2 separate regions of the Ovis aries genome follow, and region 2 is linked to region 1. A link is a contact called in public Hi-C data. All regions are on one chromosome and are shown on one strand. The core of a region is the stretch at or near the end of the contact, and the rest is flanking DNA. Distances in the headings are between cores, read along the strand shown. Region 1 has its middle 36 kb from the start of PSMD12. Region 2 overlaps B3GNTL1 (UDP-GlcNAc:betaGal beta-1,3-N-acetylglucosaminyltransferase like 1).

Region 1 (6,279 bases), core at 1,135-3,634:
CTCCTCCGCCCATGGGATTTTCCAGGCAAGAGTACTGGAGTGGGGTGCCATTGCCTTCTCCGAGGCTACAGTCCATGGGGTCACAAAACAGTAGGACACGACTTAGTGACTAAACAACAACAAGGGCAGGGGGTGGAGTGGGGGTATGGGAGATCTTTCTAGAGGCCAGAAGGGGACAACTGGGGCAACCAGGATCACAGGAGGCTTCCTAAATCCGAGGAATGCAGAGCACCACACCAGTTTTCTCGTCTATACAGAGGAGGGTTTATACTCTGGGCTCAGACACCCCTTCCTGCATTCCCTGGAGAGCAGCCTGCTCTGTGCCACCTGGTTGGAGCACATCTAAGCTGAGCTGGAACACAGGACAGGCAGCCAAGAACCATTGTTGAGAGTCCTCCTGGGAGGGTGTGGGCAGGGGCCTGGGCAACTGGACATCTGAGTGACAAGGGTCTGGACCAAGGGTGGGTGCTCTGGGCAAGGCCTCACACACCACTCACACACTGCCTGCAGGAGCTCTGGACCCTCACCTGGGATGATCAGAACAGGTAGGTTGGGGCTCAGCCCTGCCCTGAGAGCAGGTAAGTTTCACTGTCTGGAAAGACAGCCCCACAGCAGGTCCACAGGGCACTCAAGCCCGGGGACCTGCTCGTTGCCCACGGGGACATTCAGGGCAGTCTAACTGGGCACAGATAGGGCACTCTTGGGAGCACCTCCAGACTTTCACTTTATAGGCACACTAGTGGGACCTGTGGGCCCGCTCAGGTTTCAACTCATGGCCCTTTGTCCCCACTGAGCCTCTTTCTGTCAAAATGCACACACCCAGGGTCCTCTCTCTTAGCAGGATCTTTCATGTTGCACGTGTTAAAATGTCTCTACAAGCTGACCAAGGGCCTGTGACTCAGCATTCCTGCTCCCACACAGGTTTGCAGGGGTGCCAACCGACATTATAAATCCCAGGAGAGGCCAGCAGCTGGCCGGGCCCCATGGCCCCCAAGTCCCGGCTCTGCAGCCCTCCAGCCCTCCTCTCTCATCCTTCGACCTGCCAGAACCATTGGCGTGTCTGATGGCTGTTACTTCTTAAGTTGCTCAGCTCCTTTAGTTAGCTGCTACCAGTGCCCAGCTTGTCTTAATCAGCTATTGATTAAGACACACCCCATGTATCCCCAGGATAGGGTAGTGGGAGGTGAGATGTTCCCCAGGAGGTTGGGTGACGCAGCCAGGGAACAGAACCCGCGTGCTGGGCCTGTGGAGGCGGGATGTGGCCAGCCTCTGAGGGCTGTGGGTGGGTGGGGTGCCTTCTCGAGCTGAGTCACCCGCTGGCACCAGGAAGCCTGGCCGCATGACCTCCAAGCAGAGGCAACTTGGACTTGCTGAATATGAGGAGAGTTACTACTGTTTCCTAGAAGCAACGGGGAGTTGATGAGTTTCACTGAGCATCTCCTTCCTAGAATGGTCACCATCCCGGGGGCACCTCCAGGGTGAGCGGGGACAGGGTCGAGTGAAGTCATGTGAAGGGTGGGGACATCTCCACCTGCAGACACTGGGTGCTCCCTTTGAGCAGAGGAAATGGTTTGGACCCATTTTGCCAATGCATTTGTGAGACAACTTGTCTAAGTATCTTAGACCGAGGAAGAGATGAAGCTTACAGGACCCAGGAACTGCTTGCACACTCGGATACACAGACACACAGACACACAGACACACACACACACACACACACACACACACTGTGAGATACACCCAGACACTCACTCACAGGGAACACATCCACACCTCACACCCCTGCATGCTCAAAGACACCCACCCTGCCAGCCCTGCACACACCCTTGGCCTGATGGACAGGCTGGAGACTGAGGACCCCAGGCTGACCTGAGACTCCAGGGCTTAGAACAGAAGTGGCAAGAACATGCTGACTTTCTGCCTCGGCCCGTTCAGGGACACCATGTGTGCACCCTGGGTTCTGCCCCTGACCTGAGCTTCTACTCTCTCACCCACGAAACAGGCATCAAGGGCTGCCCAGGTTGCTTAAGTGGAACCACCCCTGAAGCATCAAACAGGGAGGGCAGAAAACACGGGGACGAGGTGGAGGGCTTCCCAGAGCTCTGGCCTCTGCGTTGGTTCACCCAGCCCTCCCAGCACTGCAGCCTGACCACTCACCCTGAGTGCACACTCCCTAGCCAGCAGAGGAGCCTCAGCAACCACCTGGGGCTGCAGCAAAGGCTGCAGGGAGTGGGGGGGGGGGGTTCCACGGGGAGGAAGCCCAGCCCGCTGCCCTTCCAGCGCTCCTGCATCGCCACCTGCTGGCCACGAGGAGCCTTGGTGTGCGCCTGGCACAAGCCCTGGGCATTGGCCCAGATTCCCGGAGCCCCCCAGCAGGTTCAAGACAGTGAGTAGGGGTGTAGGCTGGCAAGGCCAGGGACCTGGCCCCCAATTTCTCAAGTCAGGAAGGGCAGAAGCAAAGCTTTGGCGCCAGGAGCTGGGCTCCGTTCCCAGACTTCCTCTTGGAAATGGGCGAGCGCAGGAGGGCTGGACGCTGAGCCACGGTAACTGGCTAAACCTCCCAACCCTGCTCCTGCCCCAATCCTCTGCAGGCCTCAGAGCTGAGGCATCTCCTTGATAAAGCAGGGTTCAGGTAAGGACATAGGCTCCTATGGAATGGGTCAGCTGATTCCTGGACGCATCCAGAGCTCCAAGGACATGGCCTGATCTCTAGTCCAAGAGGTGACCCTTGGCAGGACACCCCAAGTCAGAGAACAGGCGGCAGAGGGTGCGAAAGAATATTTGGAGGAAACTGCTGCAAGTTTTGTGTGGCTTGAGTGTGTACCTCGAACTCCACTCCAGATAGCGCATTGCCTTTTCACCAAGATGCACAATCTCTCTGCCTCTGGGCTTCTGCATTCCCGCTGCCTCTGCTCAGCCACAGCTCCTCCACACCCAGGTGACAGCAGCCCCGCCCTGCCCCCCGCCCCCAACACACTCACACTGGGGGCGTTCCCGGGTCTTGCTCCTTTGTTATTCAGGAGCCTGGTGTCATTCTTTGTAAAAGCTGACTCTTAACTAAATACAACAGTGTTAACAGTTCACCTCAAAAAATACATTAAAGCTTAATTGAACCAGATCTCCAGTCTCCAGGACACTCAGCTACAACTTGGCACTTAGTCAAGTCCATTTCAACTCATTACTTCACCCATCTAGTTTCTCTACCCAGCTCCAGAGAACGGTTTTTTGCCTTACCTGGATTGCTGCTTGGAGTTGAAAAATACCAGATTTCACACCCTGGGGAGGGGCTGGACAGGGGAGGAGAACAGGGATGAGGCCCGGGTGCTCCATCCGTCCAGCAATGTCCAGAGCTGACTCCAGGAGGAAAGCCCACCCCAGGCACAGGCAGGTCAGAGCCAGGTGGGCCAGGTGGATGCCTGTGATGGCTGGTGCGGGCGGCTCTAAGACACTGCATTTCAGACATGTTAACGAGGGGTTAACCAGACACATGCTTCAGACCATCACACTCTCCCTGGGTCTCTGGGCCTCAGAAATACATCAGAGGTCAGACAGGTGGAGACCCAGCTTTGCCTACAAGGTCCAGAAACCCAGGGGGAAACACTTGAGGCCTCATCACTGGGAAGGAGCATGTGTTGGTGACTTTCTGAGTGACACGAAGCACGTTTCCTGCATCACCTTTAAAGTCAGGCTGCTGCTGCTACTGCTGCTAAGTAGCTTCAGTTGTGTCCAACTCTGTTGACCCCATAGACGGCAGCCCACCAGGCTCCCCCATCCCTGGGATTCTCCAGGCAAGAGCACTGGAGTGGGTTGCCATTTCCTTCTCCATGCATGAAAGCAAAAAGTGAAAATGAAGTCGCTCAGTTGTGTCCGACTCTTCGCGACCCCATGGACTGCAGCCCACCAGGCTCCTCCATCCATGGGATTTTCCAGGCAAGAGTACTGGAGTGGGGTGCCATTGCCTTCTCTGTTAAAGTCAGGCACCTGACTCCAAATGATCCTGGCAAAGGATGCAAAACATGGTTTCCCTGTTATGAGAGTGAAAGGGAAGAACCAGGAAGAAGGGAGGGGCAGAGGGGAGACAGGCTGTGAACGCTGTCCTCCTGCAGCCCCTCTGGGAACTGGAGTCGGTGGTGCTACCCAAGGGACCCCAGTGTCACCCCACCAGCTACCCTGTCTGAGATGCTGCTCCTCCTGTCCAAGCAGGCCTCTTGCTCTTCCAGTAGTGCCTATTCAACTAGTGCCACTTCTGGCATCCCCCAGTGTTCCAATATGGTGCCCAACTTTGGGGTTCATGCCTTGAGGCTAACCCTCACCTGTCCCACCACTTCTTTGGCTACACAAGGGAATATACACAACTGTGAACACGACTCTCACTCCCGCCAGGCCCCCACTAGACACTCACGGTTGCCCTCTCGCAACCCTTGTTAAGGACAAATTATTCACTGGACACTTGTTAGAAAGTGCAAGAGACTTTATTCAAGACTCTGGCAAATGTGGGAAGAAACCGACTTCAACTCAGTATAACAAAGCCAGAGTGAAGAGTTACAGCCCTTGGCCAGGTGAGGATGCAAATGCAACTTACTAACAGGAACTCGGATAGCTTCAAGGGTGGGGGATTCTTGGCTGGGACAGGACTCAGCAGGCCCAGGATGAGGCCTGGAGGAGAAGAGGTGCCAGGGAACCAGGCCTGAGTTTGCTCTGTCTCCCCCAACACACAATGTCCCTGTGGAGGGACCCCCCAAGTGGAGGTTGAGGTCAAGAAACAGTTTCAGTTCAGGTCAGTTCAGTCGCTCAGTCATGTCCCACTCTTTGAGACCCCAAGAACTGCAGCACGCCAGGCCTCCCTGTCTATCACCAACTCCTGGAGTTTACCCAAACTCATGTCCATTGAGTTGGTGATACCATCCAACCATCTCATCCTCTGTCGTCCCCTTCTCCTCCTGCCCTCAATCTTTCCCACCATCAGGGTCTTCTCAAATGACTCAGTTCTTCAAATCAGGTGGCCAAAGTATTGGAGTTTCAGCTTCAGCATCAGTCCTTCCAATGAACACCCAGGACTGATCTCCTTTAGGATGGGCTGGTTGGATCTCCTTGCAGTCCAAGGGACTCTCAAGAGTCTTCTCCAACACCACAGCTCAAAAGCATCAATTCTTCGGCGCTCAGCTTTCTTTATAGGAACCTTCCAAGGACAGGAACCACTGTGGTCGACAGATGCAAAGCCAGAGACGGACACCACGTCTAATGAGCCAAAACTCAGAAGGGGAGTCTCCTCCCAAATGTGTCCCTTTGCACTTGAGGCTCTGGTTTTCTTTCCCTCCATCCCAGGCCTGCCTTTCTTTCTCTGCCTCTCACTAGCCCCTGCTCCGACGTTCTGGGGAGTTGTGAGCTGCTCTCTTCCCACCCACTCTCCACTGCTGCGTTCTCTGTCCACCTCCCTTTCCGCGGCCTCCACAGAATTTCTAACCCTGAGCCCCATGCTCCGCCAGGACCAACCACAGCCCAGAACAGATCTGCTGATAAGGCTGTGTGCATCGTACAACATGCTTCTGTGCTGTGTGCCTGCTTCTAAAGGTGACAAGTACAATGCTTTGTCTCTTTTTCTTTCTTGAAATAAAAATCCAAATGACAAAATTAATTTGCCCTTCATGGACTGTGCCCTGCTGGAATCTCTCTACATGTGGCCCCGAGAGGAAGGGTTTCTTGGAGGAGGCTGAGCCCCTGCAGACAGAGGCTCTCAAATAATAGGCAGGGGGATAGTTTCCTGGAGGTCACACCTGAAACTTCCACATCCCAGAGAGTGGCCCAGGAACCTCCCCTCCTCAAAGCCCAGTAGCCAAGTAGAAACTGATGTCCCCTCCTCCCCCTGCCACCACCAGGCCAGTTTTTCCTGCTTGTCCTGTTTGGGGACTCCAGCCAGAAACCCAATAGGCAGAGGGGAGGGGGCGAGGAGAGGAGGAGAGGCAAACAAGAGATCCCAGACTCTGCACCGTGCTGGGAGAAGGTGGGGGGCAGGGCATATAAGAGCCTGATGGCGCTGCAGTAAGCCCCTAAACACTTCCTCACCTGGTCTCAGGACCTTGCTCATGGCACCTCTTCGGGGTCCTGTGCAGGAGGTACCTACCCCCACCTTTGGAAGCTGGGTGCCCCTGGGCTCACCTCCTTGGGTGGTCTCTCCCCCCATACTTCCTGCTGTCTTCCCGCAGAGCTCCTCTTCTCCCCAGCTCCAGCTGCTTCCTCTGTTGAAGACTCTGAGGTCACCTCTCACATGTCACATCCAAA
Region 2 (6,279 bases), core at 1,107-3,606, 200 kb before region 1:
ACATGGAATCATTTCAGATTATACTTAATCACCGAGAGCAGAACACCTATAATTTTGGGGGGGTTGCTCCTTCCCAGACATTTCTTAAAGCTTCTTACTTTCTCCGTCTTATCAACCCCCGCCTGCCCCAATCCTATTTGAACAAGACAGAACAGTTTCCAAAGCATTTCGTAATGTTTCTCTCGATCTACAAAGAACAAAGTGAGAGGACTCCGTCCCCACCTGCCACTCCCGGGGCACCTCTCGACCTTCATGCCTCCTACTGAGCGTTGTTGGGGAGGGGCTGGCCATTTCTCGGGGCTGCACTTGCCGCTCCTCACTCTCACCTCTTATCTCTTTCTTTCTCACCTTTTCACCTCTTTCTCCCGTTTTGGTGAACTGGCATCTCCTCCAGGAAACATCTCACCCTGAATGACCTGAACCACACCTGGGGGCATTTTGGCTCCAATCACGGCTCCAACGGAAAGGGCTGCGGACCTCCCCACTGTGGCCTGGCTGTGCCTGTCGTCCTGCTGAAGGTCATCTGACTCAGTCCTGGCACCCCGTGTGGAGACGGTCACCGTGCTGGGGACTCAGACCCATTGCCCATCGGTGCTCCAGCAGGGCCAGCAGGCGGCCTCCTAGCTCTTGGCTTCCTCTCTTCCTTCTCCAATCAAGACCCATGGAAATCAAGTGCAATTCTTAAGCAATTTTATGATGAATTCCCAAGGATTTTTTTTAAATCAAAAGTAGAATTAAAAACAAACAAGAGAAACCAGATTTAAAAAAAAAAAAAAACTTCCTTAAAATGAATGTCCAGAAGATGCCTGACTTTTTACCCTAAATCATTAAACATTTCTTCTTTTAAAGAGACACATATTTGATTCAAGTAGTCTAAAATATAATGACCCCCAAGAGTCAGTTATTGGAAAAAAAGAAATTTGTGGGGTTTTGCACAACAGGGCTAGGAGAAGGGACGCCAACACTCTGGACCCTGCATACTTGGACTTGAGCACATGTTCTCCCAAAGAAGATACACAAATGGCCAATAAACACACAAAAGAGATGCTCAACATCACTGATCATTAGGGAACTACCAATCAGAACCATGAAATACCACCCTATACCTGTGAAAATGGCTAATATAAAAATGCAAACAAAAACTGAAACCAGAAAACAGTAAGTAATGGCGAGGATGTAGAGACACTGGAACTCTCTTATATTGCTGTTGGGAATATAAAACACTGCGGCTGCCATTCTTCAAAATGATAAACATGTAATGATCCTGCAATCCTACTGCTGGGTGTACACCCCAGAGAATCAGGAACAGGGACTGAAACACACACGTAAGGCAACGTTCACAGTAGCATTAGCCACAAGAGCCAAAAGGTGGAAATAACCCAGTGGCCCTCAAAACGATGAATGGACACACAAAATATGATACATGATGGAATATTATTTAGTGACAAAAAGGCATGAAATTGTGACAGACACAGGCACTGCCACCACCCTACACTGCCTGAAAGCAGAATGGGAACAAAACAATAAAAACAGGACAAATTAAAAAAAAGAGCGAAGAAAGTACAAGTTCGGTGGCCACTTCTTTTGGTCCCATCAGAGCAAGGCAATTATTTTCAAAATTCAAAGAGAAGTTGGCTCGTCATGATGGTTTCTTTCAAGCTTTCTTTCACTCCCGCTTCCAACAGCCACCCATGATTTCAGACTAGCAGCCTCCTGCCACCCACAGCTGAGGGGTTGCGTCCTGCCTGTGCCTTAAAACTCACATGAAGCCTTGGACACACCTGAGAATACGCTGGCTTTCCACTGGATCTGAGCCCCCCGGGGAGCTATAGCAAAGGAACTATGAGGACAATCTCCCTGTTTGCTTCAAGGGTCCCTGCCTGCTGTCATTCTCCAGACCAGCCTACATCTGGCTCCAATGAGCAGTTTATCTTCATTCTTTACCTCCAATAAATTGCACATGGACAGCCACTCAACACAGAGCTGACACCCAAGATGGCGTCCTTCTTAACGAGGAGACCAGGCTAAGAATAAATCACATATTCATGGGACCAGGAGTTTCACCAGCACATTCTAGCCAGTACCAGGGTGGGCTTGACTTGGTCCATCACCTTCCTGCTCCCGGGCGGGGGCTGGCTTGATCCAGATCATCCCTTTAGTCAATTAAATGACTCACACACACACACACACACACACACACATACACACACACACACACAAGCTGTGGTGGTCTTTCCTTTCCCCTGGGACTGTCCTATCCATGTTCCGTAGTGACAGAAGTGCAATTGTTATCAGATGACTGTGCACTGTGTGGGCAAAAGCCCCAGCAGAGGGCGCTCGGGCCGCGAGGAGGGAGCTGACCCACGGGCAGCAGCAGCAGCTGCAGACCTCGTGGCTGACCACACACCACCTGGGAACACAAACGCACCTCGCCAGCAAACTGCTCAGAGGCGCCCCATGAGGCGCCCAGTGAGGCTGCACACCCGGCGGGGTGTGGAGCTGCGTCTTGGCTGCTTCTCACAGGTTGAAGGGAAGCAGTCCCCTCCCACCCTCTCCTGCCTCCATCCCTCCGTGCCCCCAAGGAAGAGATGTGGCTAGCTCTGCCTTCAGTTCTCCCACCCCCTGTGCCAGGTGGCTAGACCCTCTCTGCCCTCCTCACCCACAAGGAGGGCCCTGGCCCACCCACCGCCCTCTGTCCAGGAGTCCCAGCGAGTGGCCTTTGTCTCCAGCACGTGGGAAGTCATTTAGTTGGTTTTCAGTGATATTTTTACAAGTACATTCTTCACCTCACCTCTACTTAGTATTTCTCCAGGGATTGCATCCCTCCTCCTGGATCATAAAGTTTGTCTTCAGGGAAGAGCTCTCTTTACTTGAGGAGGGGTGAGTATGTGAAAGAAGAGTTTTTCCTTAGATGACCAGAAGCTGTTATGTGAACAGATGAGGCCAGCACCCTCTGCGGGATGAGACCTGTTTGAGACAACAGGTCTTGCCTGCAACCTCAGGACACATTGCAATGATTTTCTTGGACCTTCGAGGATGACGTTCACTCGGCAAGCAGACACTGGAAGCTCCTGAACTCAAGTGGCGCCTGAAGTGAAGATGGCAGCTGGAAGTCAGGGCCAAACAGCACCCCTGCTCTGACACCCAAGTATGAGTCACAGTCTGTTCCCAAACACGGCAGATTCACAACCAACCAGAGGATCAAACCTCTCCACAGTGGAGCCAAACAGCAACCCCTGCTACACAAAAGCAGCAGCGGTGGCCGTGGTTCCCAGAGGACCAGTGAACTCCTCTGGCTCATGTCTGGGCGAGAAAAGGCAAGTTTTCAAGGGGCAGAAGGACCCTGGCGGGGGAGGGACTTCTGGTCACGAGGCCACTGCAGGTGTCCTGCTGTGAACACAGGTCATGCATGCAGGTGGGGACGGTCCCAGCTGAAGAGAAATATAACAGCCTCTTAGTTCATTAGGACAACGAAGGAACACACACAGGTGAGCGGGATGTAAGCACACAGGTGAGCGGGAGGTGAGCACACAGGTTAAGGGGGAGGTGAGCACACAGGTGAGCGGGAGGTGAGCACACAGGTGAGCGGGAGGTGAGCACACAGGTGAGGGGAGGTGAGCACACAGGTGAGGGGAGGTGAGCACACAGGTGAGGGGGAGGTGAGCACACAGGTGAGGGGAGGTGAGCACACAGGTGAGCGGGAGGTGAGCACACAGGTTAAGGGGGAGGTGAGCACACAGGTTAAGGGGGAGGTGAGCACACAGGTTAAGGGGGAGATGAGCACACAGGTGAGGGGGAGGTGAGCACACAGGTAAGGGGGAGGTGAGCACACAGGTTAAGGGGGAGGTGAGCACACAGGTGTGTGGGAGGTGAGCATCTAGGTGAGGGGAGGTGAGCACACAGGTGAGGGGAGGTGAGCACACAGGTTAAGGGGGAGATGAGCACCTAGGTGAGGGGAGGTGAGCACACAGGTAAGGGGGAGGTGAGCACCTAGGTGAGGGGAGGTGAGCACACAGGTTAAGGGGGAGGTGAGCACACAGGTGAGGGGAGGTGAGCACACAGGTGAGGGGAGGTGAGCACCTAGGTGGGGGAGGTGGGCACACAGGTGAGGGGAGGTGAGCACCTAGGTGGGGGAGGTGAGCACACAGGTGAGGGGAGGTGGGCACACAGGTGAGGGGAGGTGGGCACACAGGTGAGGGGGAGGTGAGCACCTAGGTGAGGGGAGGTGAGCACCTAGGTGGGGGAGGTGGGCACACAGGTGAGGGGAGGTGGGCACACAGGTGAGGGGAGGTGGGCACACAGGTGAGGGGAGGTGGGCACACAGGTGAGGGGGAGGTGAGCACCTAGGTGAGGGGAGGTGAGCACCTAGGTGGGGGAGGTGGGCACACAGGTGAGGGGAGGTGGGCACACAGGTGAGGGGAGGTGGGCACACAGGTGAGGGGGAGGTGAGCACCTAGGTGAGGGGAGGTGAGCACCTAGGTGGGGGAGGTGGGCACACAGGTGAGGGGAGGTGGGCACACAGGTGAGGGGAGGTGAGCACACAGGTGAGGGGAGGTGGGCACACAGGTGAGGGGAGGTGGGCACACAGGTGAGGGGGAGGTGAGCACACAGGTGAGGGGAGGTGGGCACACAGGTGAGGGGAGGTGGGCACCTAGGTGGGGGAGGTGGGCACACAGGTGAGGGGAGGTGGGCACCTAGGTGGGGGAGGTGGGCACACAGGTGAGGGGAGGTGAGCACCTAGGTGGGGGAGGTGGGCACACAGGTGAGGGGAGGTGGGCACACAGGTGAGGGGAGGTGAGCACCTAGGTGGGGGAGGTGGGCACACAGGTGAGGGGAGGTGGGCACGGTGAGGGGAGGTGAGCACACAGGTGAGGGGAGGTGGGCACACAGGTGAGGGGAGGTGGGCACACAGGTGGGAGTGCAGATGGTGGCTCCCCGGGGCATCACGTTTACGGCAGATCCCATTTCGTCAGTTTTGCCTCTCACTGTCACCGCGTCTTCTGGCTCTGATGTGTCACCAAGTGTACTCTATAATCTAGTAATCTAGTTTCTGATTTAGATAACCTAGCTTCTTGGAACTTTGTGAAGCAGAAGAAGGCTCAGGGTCACACTGTTCTTCTGGGTCCTGGCAGTTTGCTTTTGTGCTCTCCCCTCGTTTTGCCACCAATCAAAAGTACATTTTGCAAAAAGACATTCTACGCAGCTCATACAAGCTAAAAATTGATTCCAGTGTGCCTCAGGGAGTATACAGCACAAACTGAAACATCCCCTAAGCTCCTGGCCATACTTTGTCCTGAATGAGTCCACCCTTGGCTCTCAAGAAATGCACGTGAAAAGGTATAGGTTCGGATGGACACTTCTTAACGCTTTCGGCGCTTAAAACATACAAAAGCAAAGATGATAGACTTACAATGAGCTCAGTTTTTATTTAGAAAGGAGAAACTCTTGAGTTAAAGAAAATGAAGCATTTAATGAAATTTATAGACCTCATTAGCTATATCTTACCAGGAAGTGATATGAATTCTTAGAGAAAAAGAGCAAAGTTTATATGACTCATTTCCAGATTCCTGTGGTTTATTATCCTTATTTCTAAATTCTAATTTGTTGGAAGACTATCTTTAGACAGATAACAAATTTTCCAGTATTCTGACTTTTTAACACCCACATAGCAACAAGAATAAACTTTGATGTGAAATCCAAAACCTATGGCTTCTGGATTTAATAAAGACACAGACTTTAATACAAAGTTTCCTTTCTCAATAGTATGTTTTAGAGAAAGTGGGTAAGTAACCACTTTTCTAACAGTGGTGGAAGTTGCTAGCTCTACTACGTATAAGATAGATGCCACATTCTGATACTCCTTTTAAAGAAGAAAATGAATAAAAACGGTACAGCTTAATCTGTTTTGAAATGTGTACTTTTAAAATTTCATGAACGTTAACTGATTAGAATGAGGTAAACACCACTGAGCTGTGAAGAACAAAATTTTAAGGGAAAGACACTGAGCTGAATGAATACGTGACCTGGGTGGGTTCCAGTAGCCTGGTTGTGAGACTCTGCTTGGATGACAGGAAAGGTCTTTCAAAGCAGCTATGACAGAGCAGATGCGAGTGGGCTCATGCGAGGCCTGGCCCCACGGGCAGGAAAGAACCCCTGTGACCCCAAGTCCACTGCACACCCTTGTCTTCTCGGTTAGCTGGAGTTACCTTCATTTAGTTCTGCCAAATATCTTCTAACCCGTGGGTCAAACAGATGGTTGGCCCTGGAGCCTGGGAGTTG

Evidence for each region. A called contact is a pair of places that touch in the nucleus more often than the background predicts.
Region 2: a contact with region 1 is called in a Hi-C map of liver, with 7 times the contacts expected there. The contact joins two enhancer-like sites. A contact is called at or near these places in 15 of 16 Hi-C or Micro-C datasets (blood, hypothalamus, liver and 7 more).

Annotation. Positions count from the first base shown.
Region 1 is chr11:49,223,231-49,229,509 of ARS-UI_Ramb_v3.0, reverse strand. No RefSeq gene overlaps it. Among named protein-coding and RNA genes, the nearest start is that of PSMD12, 36 kb to the right of the region's middle. Within about 2 kb of position 2,384, at least 18 of the 54 cell types and tissues checked have an H3K27ac peak or open chromatin away from gene starts, as enhancers often do. A contact at or near this core is called in liver, where this site is marked.
Region 2 is chr11:49,418,973-49,425,251 of ARS-UI_Ramb_v3.0, reverse strand. All of the region lies in intron 6 of B3GNTL1 (UDP-GlcNAc:betaGal beta-1,3-N-acetylglucosaminyltransferase like 1), which reads right to left. Among named protein-coding and RNA genes, the nearest start is that of B3GNTL1, 69 kb to the right of the region's middle. Within about 2 kb of position 2,356, at least 17 of the 54 cell types and tissues checked have an H3K27ac peak or open chromatin away from gene starts, as enhancers often do. A contact at or near this core is called in liver, where this site is marked.